Regions from separate parts of the Mus musculus genome. Here region 2 is linked to region 1. A link is a contact called in public Hi-C data. All regions are on one chromosome and are shown on one strand. Each heading gives the region's core, a stretch centred on a gene start, on an enhancer-like site or on the middle of the called end of the contact. The rest is flanking DNA. Distances are from core to core; before and after follow the strand shown. Region 1 has its middle 94 kb from the start of Gm24434. Region 2 has its middle 30 kb from the start of Gm40399.

Evidence for each region. A called contact is a pair of places that touch in the nucleus more often than the background predicts.
Region 2: a contact with region 1 is called in a Hi-C map of stem cell-derived neural stem cells, with 1.5 times the contacts expected there. The contact joins two enhancer-like sites.

The regions. Positions count from the first base shown.
Region 1 is chr12:39,713,096-39,717,989 of GRCm38.p6, forward strand. No RefSeq gene overlaps it. Among named protein-coding and RNA genes, the nearest start is that of Gm24434, 94 kb to the left of the region's middle. Within about 2 kb of position 2,281, at least 17 of the 459 cell types and tissues checked have an H3K27ac peak or open chromatin away from gene starts, as enhancers often do. A contact at or near this core is called in stem cell-derived neural stem cells, where this site is marked.
Region 2 is chr12:39,918,014-39,922,907 of GRCm38.p6, forward strand. No RefSeq gene overlaps it. Among named protein-coding and RNA genes, the nearest start is that of Gm40399, 30 kb to the right of the region's middle. Within about 2 kb of position 2,743, at least 84 of the 459 cell types and tissues checked have an H3K27ac peak or open chromatin away from gene starts, as enhancers often do. A contact at or near this core is called in stem cell-derived neural stem cells, where this site is marked.

The DNA.
Region 1 (4,894 bases), core at 1,031-3,530:
ACACACACACACACAAGAAAATATAATTTGAAATGTTTTTTAAATAGTGTGATCAGGCAAAACAAAGTTCTTTATATGTTTTGATGGCACAAATATACAATGAAATAATAACTAAGCTTTTGAAATCCAGGAAAAAAACAAATGTCAATGAACTTATTCCTTCTATTTCCAGATTATAATAGGACTCCCTTTCCTACTTTAAACCCTTCCTTTCTCTCTTTCAAATTCACGGCCCCTTTTTGTTGTTATTATATCATATTTGTATATTTCTAAACATAACCTACTCAGTTTGTATGTTACTTGTATGTATGTTTTCAGGGTGGACCATATGATATTGGAATAACAAATCTGTGTGGTTTTCCCTGAGAAAGACTATTTTTTCCTGCTCTCCATGTTTCTTAGTTGCTTGTAGTTCTTTGAGTAAGGTTGAGGCCACACGGGCCATATCCATCCCTTTTGCCAGACTAGTCATATCATGGATATTGGAAAGAACCTATGACCAATTTACTAAACTAGCATAATCCCTAACAACAATCTAACCATTTGTCCTCATACCCACGGAAAAGGTAGTCTTTCACCCAACATCAAGGGAACTTCTCTTCCCAAAAGTCTGAGACCACTTTGGAAAATCTGAATCAATCAGAATGCAGAGTTGTGGAACCCAGTCACAATGGATACACTTACAAAGCACTCAGGCACCTAGGGCTCAGGGAGCGTAGTGAAAGAGGAGGAAGAAAGATTGTAAGAGCCAGAAGCACGGGGAGTTTGTGTGAGACTGTCTTCTGATAATGTCAGAAGCTACACCCATAAACTCTCAACAGCATGACTGCCCAAACATATACTAAACAAGGACAACACCAATAGACATGTCAACGAGCCTTATTCTTATTCTTTTACATTTTTTTCTTTTACTGAACTAGGTCATTTTCATACAGTATATTATGCTTATGGTCCCCCTCTTCCAGCTCCTCTGGGGACCTCCTCATCTCCTTTCCTATCTGAACCCATATCCTTTCTGTCTCTTCTTAGAAACAAAGTGCAATGGAAATCTCATGGGATCTATAAAAGTAATCGTAGGAAAGACTCCCAGTAACGGGGTGACAGGAAGCCTAAACTCCCAAACTGGCCATCATTTGTAATCAGGCAAGGACTCAAGTGGAAAGATTGGGATTCCAACCCAGCCACAAAACTTTCCACCTATAGTTTGTCCTGCCTGCCATGTTCTGGCACTGGGTAGCAGAACTGTCATCAAAGATGTCGGAGAGACTTGATCCAAGCAGCTGAAGGGAGCAGGTGCAGAGTGCCACTGCAAAAACATTAAGCAGAACTCAGGGAGTCCTTCAGAGTATGAGGAGGAACCAGTGGGGGTCAGGAACACCATGAGGACACAGCCCACAGAATCAACTGACCAGGACTTGGGAGCCTGTAGGGGTCTGACCTAAGTCCTCCCCATATATATTATTGCTGAGTAGCTTGGTCTGCTTATGGGAGTCCTAGTGAGGCAGGGGGCAGGTACTGTGCCTGACTCTCTTGCCTTACTTGTGAAGTCCATCTCCTCCTTCTATGTTGCCTTGTCCAGCCTTGATGTGATGCTATGGGCCTGGTCTTATTCTAGCTGGTTATGCAGTGTTGGCTGATACCCCTGGGAGCCTGCTTTTTTCTGAGGAGAGGAGGGAGGGAAGGTGGATCTGGCAGAGGGGAAAGAATCTGGAAGAGAGGGAGAGGGGGAAACTGCAGTCAGGATATAATATCTGAGAGAAGAATAAAAAGTAAAAAATAAACTATGTGATTCTCATAAAAGAAAAAATAACTATAAAAGAGATAATTTCCTCAACCCTATTTTCTGAATGCTATTTTTCATTTTCCATATAATCTCAGATTAAAGAATAACTTTGAATTTATAATAGTTACCAAGAAGTTCAGGACAAATTTTATTTAATTCTGTATACTTATATCAGTATATTTCTGCTCCTGTTCTCTAACATCTATTTTTCAATGCTTATTTTTAACTACTATATTCTCTAAAAGTCTTGTTTCAGGTAACTGCTTATACTTTTGGAAAAATAAAGTTAAAAAAGAAAAAAAGGCCAATCTGTTAAAGAGCAAATGCTCAACAGCAAAGTGTCCTTATCCCAAGTGAATCATCCTTGTAGCAGTCAAGCATCAAAACAAATGAGACTTCTCCTGAATCCCTGGCTAGCGTCATTAAAATGCTATACGGGACTTCATCGCCATGGTTACCAAAATGACAAAGCCACAACTACCTTTCAGTTTTCCATCTGATTATTGTGGCTATTCTTAGCACAGAAATCCCATGGCCTGCAGAAAAAGCTCTATATTTGGGAGAACCATGTGGCTACTAAAGAAAGGAGAAAGATTCCTTGTTGACAATCTTCTGTTCTTATCAGTTCTCTGCCAGGCGATGTCTTTCTGAAGGCAATAGGTGCTTCTAAACAAAAGGCAAGCATGAAATGAAAGACAGCCTTACCTGTGGAGACTTCATTGTGTCTGTTGTTTACAAAAAGTGAAAATTTAAAGTTACGTGTATGAATTAAATTAAGAATCAACAATGAAAGCAGCCTTTCTAGTTCTTATGTTATTGGTTATGAGTCTAGCTTTTAATGGCTGAGCTATCTCTCCAATTCAATCTATCTAGTTCCATATATAGATATACTTTATTGGTAGGCATATAGAAAGAAAAGTATCTACATGTATACACACACACACATACACACACACACACACACACACACACACACACACACACACACACACACACATATATATATATATATATATATATATATATACACACATATATACACATACACACACACACACACACACGTATTCAACATAAAATCATCTGGTCACTGAGTCCAAAAGACTCATGAGTTAAGTAAATAGGATTTTTGTTAAATGGTGATTAGTTTTAATACTCAAATGTATGTTTTTAAATTTTAAGTGTGCATATATGTGTGCAGGTGTGTGTCCATGTCTGTGTTTCTGTCTGTGGTATGTGCATGCCAATGAGAGGCCAGATAGAGTGTCAGGTCCCCTGGAGTTGTAATTACAGGTGGTTGTGAGCCTCTAAATATGGTTGCTGAAAACGGAACTCTGGTCTTCTGCAAGGGCAGCAAGCCCCTTTTCTGCAGTACTTTATCAGGATTCTAGGCAGAAAGAGTGAGACAAATGATGCCTGCATACAAAATTAAGAAAGCTAAAGTAAATCTGTAGGAAACAGCGTGAGAAAATTTGTCCTATGCATTCTCTTCATGAGGTACTAATGTTTACTACAGTGGTTATCCAGTGTGGATCTGGAGAAACTTTAGCTGTCATCAGGGGAGGTAGCAACGGGAGGGCTTGTAACTACTCAGACCCAGTAGGAAGAGGTCATCCTGAAACGAGTTGATTAATATCTTATGACAAAAATGAGTCTGGTTAATAATGTCAAAAGTGTTCATTTTAAGCAATTGAGCTCTCTACCAAGGACAATGGAAGGACCCCGCCCCAGAGTCATTGAAATCCAGAGTGAATGGTTGAATACTTGGTTTGTTTGTTTGTTTGCTTAAAAATTCAAAATATTTTTATGATTAGAGAAATAATGATGCTATTTCACTATTTCCCAGATCTCTAATGGGAGAAGGGTGAGGATAGAAAATTACATCTCCTATTTTTACCCTAAACTATATATATTTTAGAATTTTAATTGTTTGTATTAAATGTCTAAAAATCCTAAAATCTTGCAATTTTAAAAATAATTCTATGTGCATGGATTGCATTTCCTTTCTCATTTGTCAAAAACAACAACAACAACAAAAACAGTTGAGGCTAGATAAAAATAAATAAATAAAAGATATGGAGAAACTTTTGAGTTTGAAGTTGCTTTTTCTGGTGCCTACGTGGGTAACCTCCTTTCATTCTGAATTCTATTACTGTCTTTAGAATGCATTCCTAAACACCTGATCTACCACATCACTGACTACACTGTTATATTATATAGCAATTGAAACTATATAGTTGTTATTTGAACAGACAATCATAAGTGCAGATGCCTTATTATATAAACAGATCACTACTGTTTATTTCCATTTTATCATTTACAATAGTAAATAAGACAGAATTTACCATAGTCAACATAGTCAACTATACTGAAATATTATTTTCTAACAGGAAAGTTAATACACGGCTTCTTTACCAGTCACAGAGCATAAAATATTCAAACCTCCAAAAATAGCATCTTGATGATGATGTCCAAAGTCCCAAGCATTTGGATTCCTAAAGCATCAAGCAGAAAATGCACATTTTACAGAAAATGATATAGCATATGGCAAGATGGGCTGGTAATTATCATCTGCTTACATGGTTAATGGTGCTAGGATGTTATTACAGCCATCATATCATCTAGTGTCTTGTAATCAAGTTTAAACATAGTCTCAGAGCAGCAGAGCCCAGCTCTGTGATTTACTGACAGGGGTTGGGGGGTGTGCATGTCATGAGAGGTAAGTCAACGTACACTTTTTTTTTTTTTTTTTTTTTTTTTATTATTTCAAAAGGTGTTTTATTTTATTTTTTTTTTTTTATTTTATTTTTTTTTCCATTTTTTATTAGGTATTTAGCTCATTTACATTTCCAATGCTATACCAAAAGTCCCCCTTACCCACCCACCCCCACTCCCCTACCCACCCACTCCCCCCCTTTGGCCCTGGCGCTCCCCTGTACCGGGGCACACAAAGTCTGCGTGTCCAATGGGCCTCTCTTTCCAGTGATGGCCGACTAGGCCATCTTTTGATACATATGCAGCTAGAGTCAAGAGAGAAACAGTCGCTTACACACTGAGGTACAGTCAACCCTTAGGCTTCTCTCCTTCAGCTTAATGGCCAGAGAAAACGAG
Region 2 (4,894 bases), core at 1,493-3,992, 210 kb after region 1:
TACTATTTCTTCATTCTCACATTTGAAGTCCAAAGTTATAGTTTAGGGGTCATTCTTACTTTATTTCCACCCCAACATTTTAAGTGATGGATTGAACCCATAAGAAAATTGGTATTTAAAGGAAATAGCGAAGATATGATTTTTGAATGTATGATGCTAGGACTCAAACCAGGTCCTCTGGAAGAGCAACCTGTCCTCTTAACCCCTAAGCCATCACTGGCACCAACTCCAAAATTTTAACATTTAAAACCAACTTGTATTCAATCAGTGTTATAATCAATAATCTGCAACATCAAATACGTGGTGCTTTTCTTACTCTAAAGCATGGTCCTTCTTGAGGAAGGAGTGGTTTTGCCGTCCAAGAGATACTTGGCAATGTCTGAAGGCAGTTGTTGGTTGTCCCAACAGGGATACTTTTAGTAGACTGAGAACAAGAGCACAGGAGTGCAGCTAGCCATCTTCCTTTGCACAGCACCAGGGAATTTGACGCCCCTCTTAAGGTTCTTAAACTCATTGATAAGAGAAGGGGGATAGAGAAGATTTACAGCTTGCCTGGCACATTGTTTTACATTTAAATGCTTATAAAATAGCTTCCAACTAGCTTCTGAGCCCATTTTAAATTCTTCTATTAAAGTTAAGAAGTATAATGTCACCAAGTACTTACATGGTGGATAAGCTGTCTCATGGCAGGGAGACGCTTCAGAAAAAGAGTGAGAAAGTCCAGAACATCAGATAAAGACATGCCTAGGATCTGGTTAGTATCCAAAAGGAAAAAGAAACAGGATGGAAAGAGGGGAGAGGTTCACTTCTCTGAGTAATTTTAGAAGAACAGACTAAGCAGACCTGCATGACAACAGCTTCATAAGTGACCACACCGGGGAAGAAAATGCATGCTGTCTTACTAGGGAGATAAAAAAATGTGCCTCCCGTTTCACTAGCATGGCTTTAGATGAATTGGTCTTTCTGGATGATGGTCTTTTGGCCAGGTGATTAACATCCCAGCTGGATTAACCCTTAAGGAAGGAGAAAATAGTATGTAATGCTGTACTCTTTAGAGCAAGTCTGAATGCCATGTCTTCACCCAAGGCTCAAAAGTATTCTATGCTTTTGACTGGGTCTTAAGAATGGTGAGCATGCAGGCAGAATTAATTGATGCCGGAGAGGTAGCTGAGAGTTCTACATCCGAATTGGCAAGGAGCAGGAAAAGACAGTGAGCCACTGGGCATAGTTTGAGCTTCTGAAGCCTCAAAGCCCACCTCCTGTGACACATTTCCTCCAATAAAACCTTATGTGTTCAACAAGACAAAAGCCCCTAGTGATACCACTCCCCCAATGGGTCTATGAGGGTCGTTTTTCAAACCACCACAGTAAGATGAATGGAAGAAGACATTGTAAGAGTCTTATCTACGTCTATATGAACACCCAGTCAGAAAGTAGCAGCATCGTAAGGATGGTATAGTACATATGCTTTGTAGACAGCATCCTATGTTCACAGTCCATCCAGTTCGTCCACTTTCTAAATCTGATGATTTGCAGCTTAACCTCTGTGCCTCTCAGTTCTTCATCAGTAAAACAAATATTACAGTAGACTTCTCATTGTGAGGTCAAACATAAGTTATTATAGTCATAGCATGAGGCATGTAAAAAGTATGGTACGGATGTTGGCCTTTGTTAATACTGTGGTAGTGTTGTTGGTGTGGTTTGATTCTGTTGAGGCAAGTTCTCATTCTCCAGCTCTAGCTAGCCTACAACTCACAAAGACATATCAGCCTCAGCCTCAGCCTCAGCCTCTGCCTCTGCCTCTGCCTCTGCCCTCTGCGCTCTGCCCTCTGCCCTCTGCCCTCTGCCCTCTGCCCTCTGCCTAAGAACTGACATTTATAAGTGTGTACCTTGCCATTATAAATATTGTTGTTAATATACTTGTCATTTTTCAGAGATAGGAATATTGAAACTCAAAGAAGCATGTAAAATGTGCTGTCCTAGTAATCTAGTTGTCTAGCTGGGCTAGATGCCATCAGATCCCAGGCTGTAATGTTCCTGCATTGTTATGTGTCAGAGATTTTCCCAAAGGCTAAAGAGTTGCCAGGGTGTCTCCTGGAAGCTAAGCCATGGCAAATTATTCAGCCTGTAAAGTTGTTTGTTTAAACAGTTTTATAACTTAGCTTATACCCAATCAATAGTCTTGCCCACCGTTAAATAACGAAGTTCATTCTCTTAATCAAACCATGTTGTAAAGGAAGAGAAGAGCTCAAAATGGCACAAGATAGAGACATATCCCTGACTACCAAGAACAGATACAAATAAGGTATCAAAAATCTTCTAAAAGAGCGAGTTAATTACACTTCCACAGTCTTGGCCAGGTTTTTTTTTTTTTTTTTTTTGCTGATTCATCTCAGCTCACCTTGAGTCTTAGATGGCAAACTTAAGCTTCTTAAGTATATTTAGAGAAACCCTGAGACTACGTGCTACTTCCCAGAGGGATCCCAGGCCTTCGTCATTAGTCTATTAGTGACTGAGGTTTAACAGAATACACACAACAGGAAAAGAGAAGATAAATCTTTAGAGGACTGTCTATTCTATGCTGGGTTTCCTGTGTGGAAAATCAGATGACTTGCAACTAATTGTTTGTGTGCAAAAGCCTTTGGCAGCGTTGCCAACAAAAGCAGTGGACAGTGTCTGCTCGAAGCAAACACGTCAGCTCATGTGTTCAGCAAATCCTTTGATCAGAGTGTTGGTCATGTGAGAGGATTGCGTTTTTTTGCTCCGCTTCAGGAGGCTTTTCCTGTGAGCCTAATGTCTGGCCTGCTGAGTGCAGAGCTGCCAAGGCAGAGCCACAGGTGGCCACGACTTGGCAAGTGATAAAACAACAGCTCCACTGAACACAGCAAGAAAGGAACAGGATTCTCAGTCTGGCTTTCAATGCCTACAGACAGCACAAAGCGTTTCTCTTTGGAAATCTAAACTTCTCTACGAGATAGAAAGCCACAAACATAGACCTGTATTACTGAATCCATACCAAACAGTTGGGAGCTTAGATAAAGCAAAATAACCATTTTAAGATTTAGGGGCTTTTGCACAAATTAACAGAATTTTTAGGCACATCTATATAATGACATTTTTGCTAAATAACAAATGACTGTCTTCTTGTGCCTTTTTGCCCATTTCTTCTTTTGATGTAAAAGGGTCCCCTCAAATATTTTTATTCTAACTTTTAAGGAATGCCATATAGAATGTATGCACAGAGAATTTTTAAGTGCCAGTAAAACTTCACTTTCAGTGTCTCTCAACCACAATATATAGCCAACAGAGGCTTTCAAGAAGCCATTATCTTTGTACTCATTCCCCTTAACAGGTGTTCTTTGTGTCATCTTATCCGTCTGTCTGCTTCTCTCCAAGCCCTTGATGTCCTCATGATATAAATCCAATATTTACTTTAGCTCCTGCATATTCTGTATATTATCCCCCAACACTATATCTCACCCATAAACAATGCAAATGAATATATATGCATAGGCATACACATATCAGATATAAATATGTGCATATACATCATATGCATAACGCCAAGCGTCTGAACACACCCTTGATCCCACAGCTGGATATCTGTTTGCTCAACCTGTTCCTTGGGGATTATAAATTCCAGCTTCTAAGACACAGTAACTGAGAAGCAAGGCCAATGCCAAGTGTCTCTGCCAGGAGCTAGTCAGCTGGAACAAGTTCAGCCCTCCATTTTCTTCATCCATAAAATAGAAATTAAGGTGTATTGCTTGCTATACAGAGTCATTATTAAGACTGGCTGGGTTCATGAACATCATGGCATCTTTTAGAGACGTGCAACTGATGGTTTTTGTTTGTTGGTTGGTTGGTTTGGTTTGTTTTCCATTTTTAACATTACTTTCCTTTATTTGTACTGGTGTTTTCCTTACATGTATGTGTATGTATATCAGGTGCATGCCCGGTGCTCCTGGAGGTCAGAAAAAGGCATGAATTCCTTGGAACTAGAGTTATAAGCCACCAGGCAGGGTGCTTGGAATTGAACACAGGTTCTTTGTGTTGTGTTAGAATCAAGGCTCATGTCCAGACAGACCACACCAAGCCAATGCAGTTCCACGTGAGAGAGCTTTATTGTGGGGGAAGGGGACAAGAGGGAGCTATGGAGACAAAAGGAGAAAAGAGAAAAAGAGAGAGAGTGGGAAGCTCAAGAGGGTCTGCCTTTTATTTAGGCTGTGATATAACCGCTCTCTGGTAAAGACGGGAGGTAAACTAAATGGACGTTGGGAATGTATGGCTGGGTTTGGAGGTGTTTTGCAATGGTAAAGTCAGCTCCTGATACCAACACTTTGAATTGAACTCAGGTTCACTATTAGTCTGTGTGTTCTTACCTGCTGAGCCATTTCTCAAGGCCTGCAATTGGCATTTTTGTATTAAAAAAAAAATCCCCATTTCCTAAAATTAAGTGATCTCATTGTTTAGAAGAAACTTAGTTTAAACTAGTTACATTTACACTTTAATTCAAAACTCTGTTCTTATTCTCTGGCAAATGAGCATCAGTTTCTACTTGAGTACACTTCATAAAGGGTATACTTGACCTCTGAAAGCAACTTGCTCCATTCTTAATAATGGTGTTTGGCCACACAGTAATAAAATCAATGGGCCATCTCTGACATGGTTTCCAAACTAGCAACTTACCATATGTGTATCAGGAAAATAAAGTCTAGTTGTGTGCTTTCTTGATGGTTTGTTATTGGCCGATGGTAGTCCATTTCACTATGTTCAAGTCTCCAACTGGAAAGAGAAACTACTTTACATCAGACCACATTTCTGATATTTTAACTTGCATACTCTGAGATAATCCAGAGTCTACCTGCAAATAATCTCTGCATTCAAAAAAGTC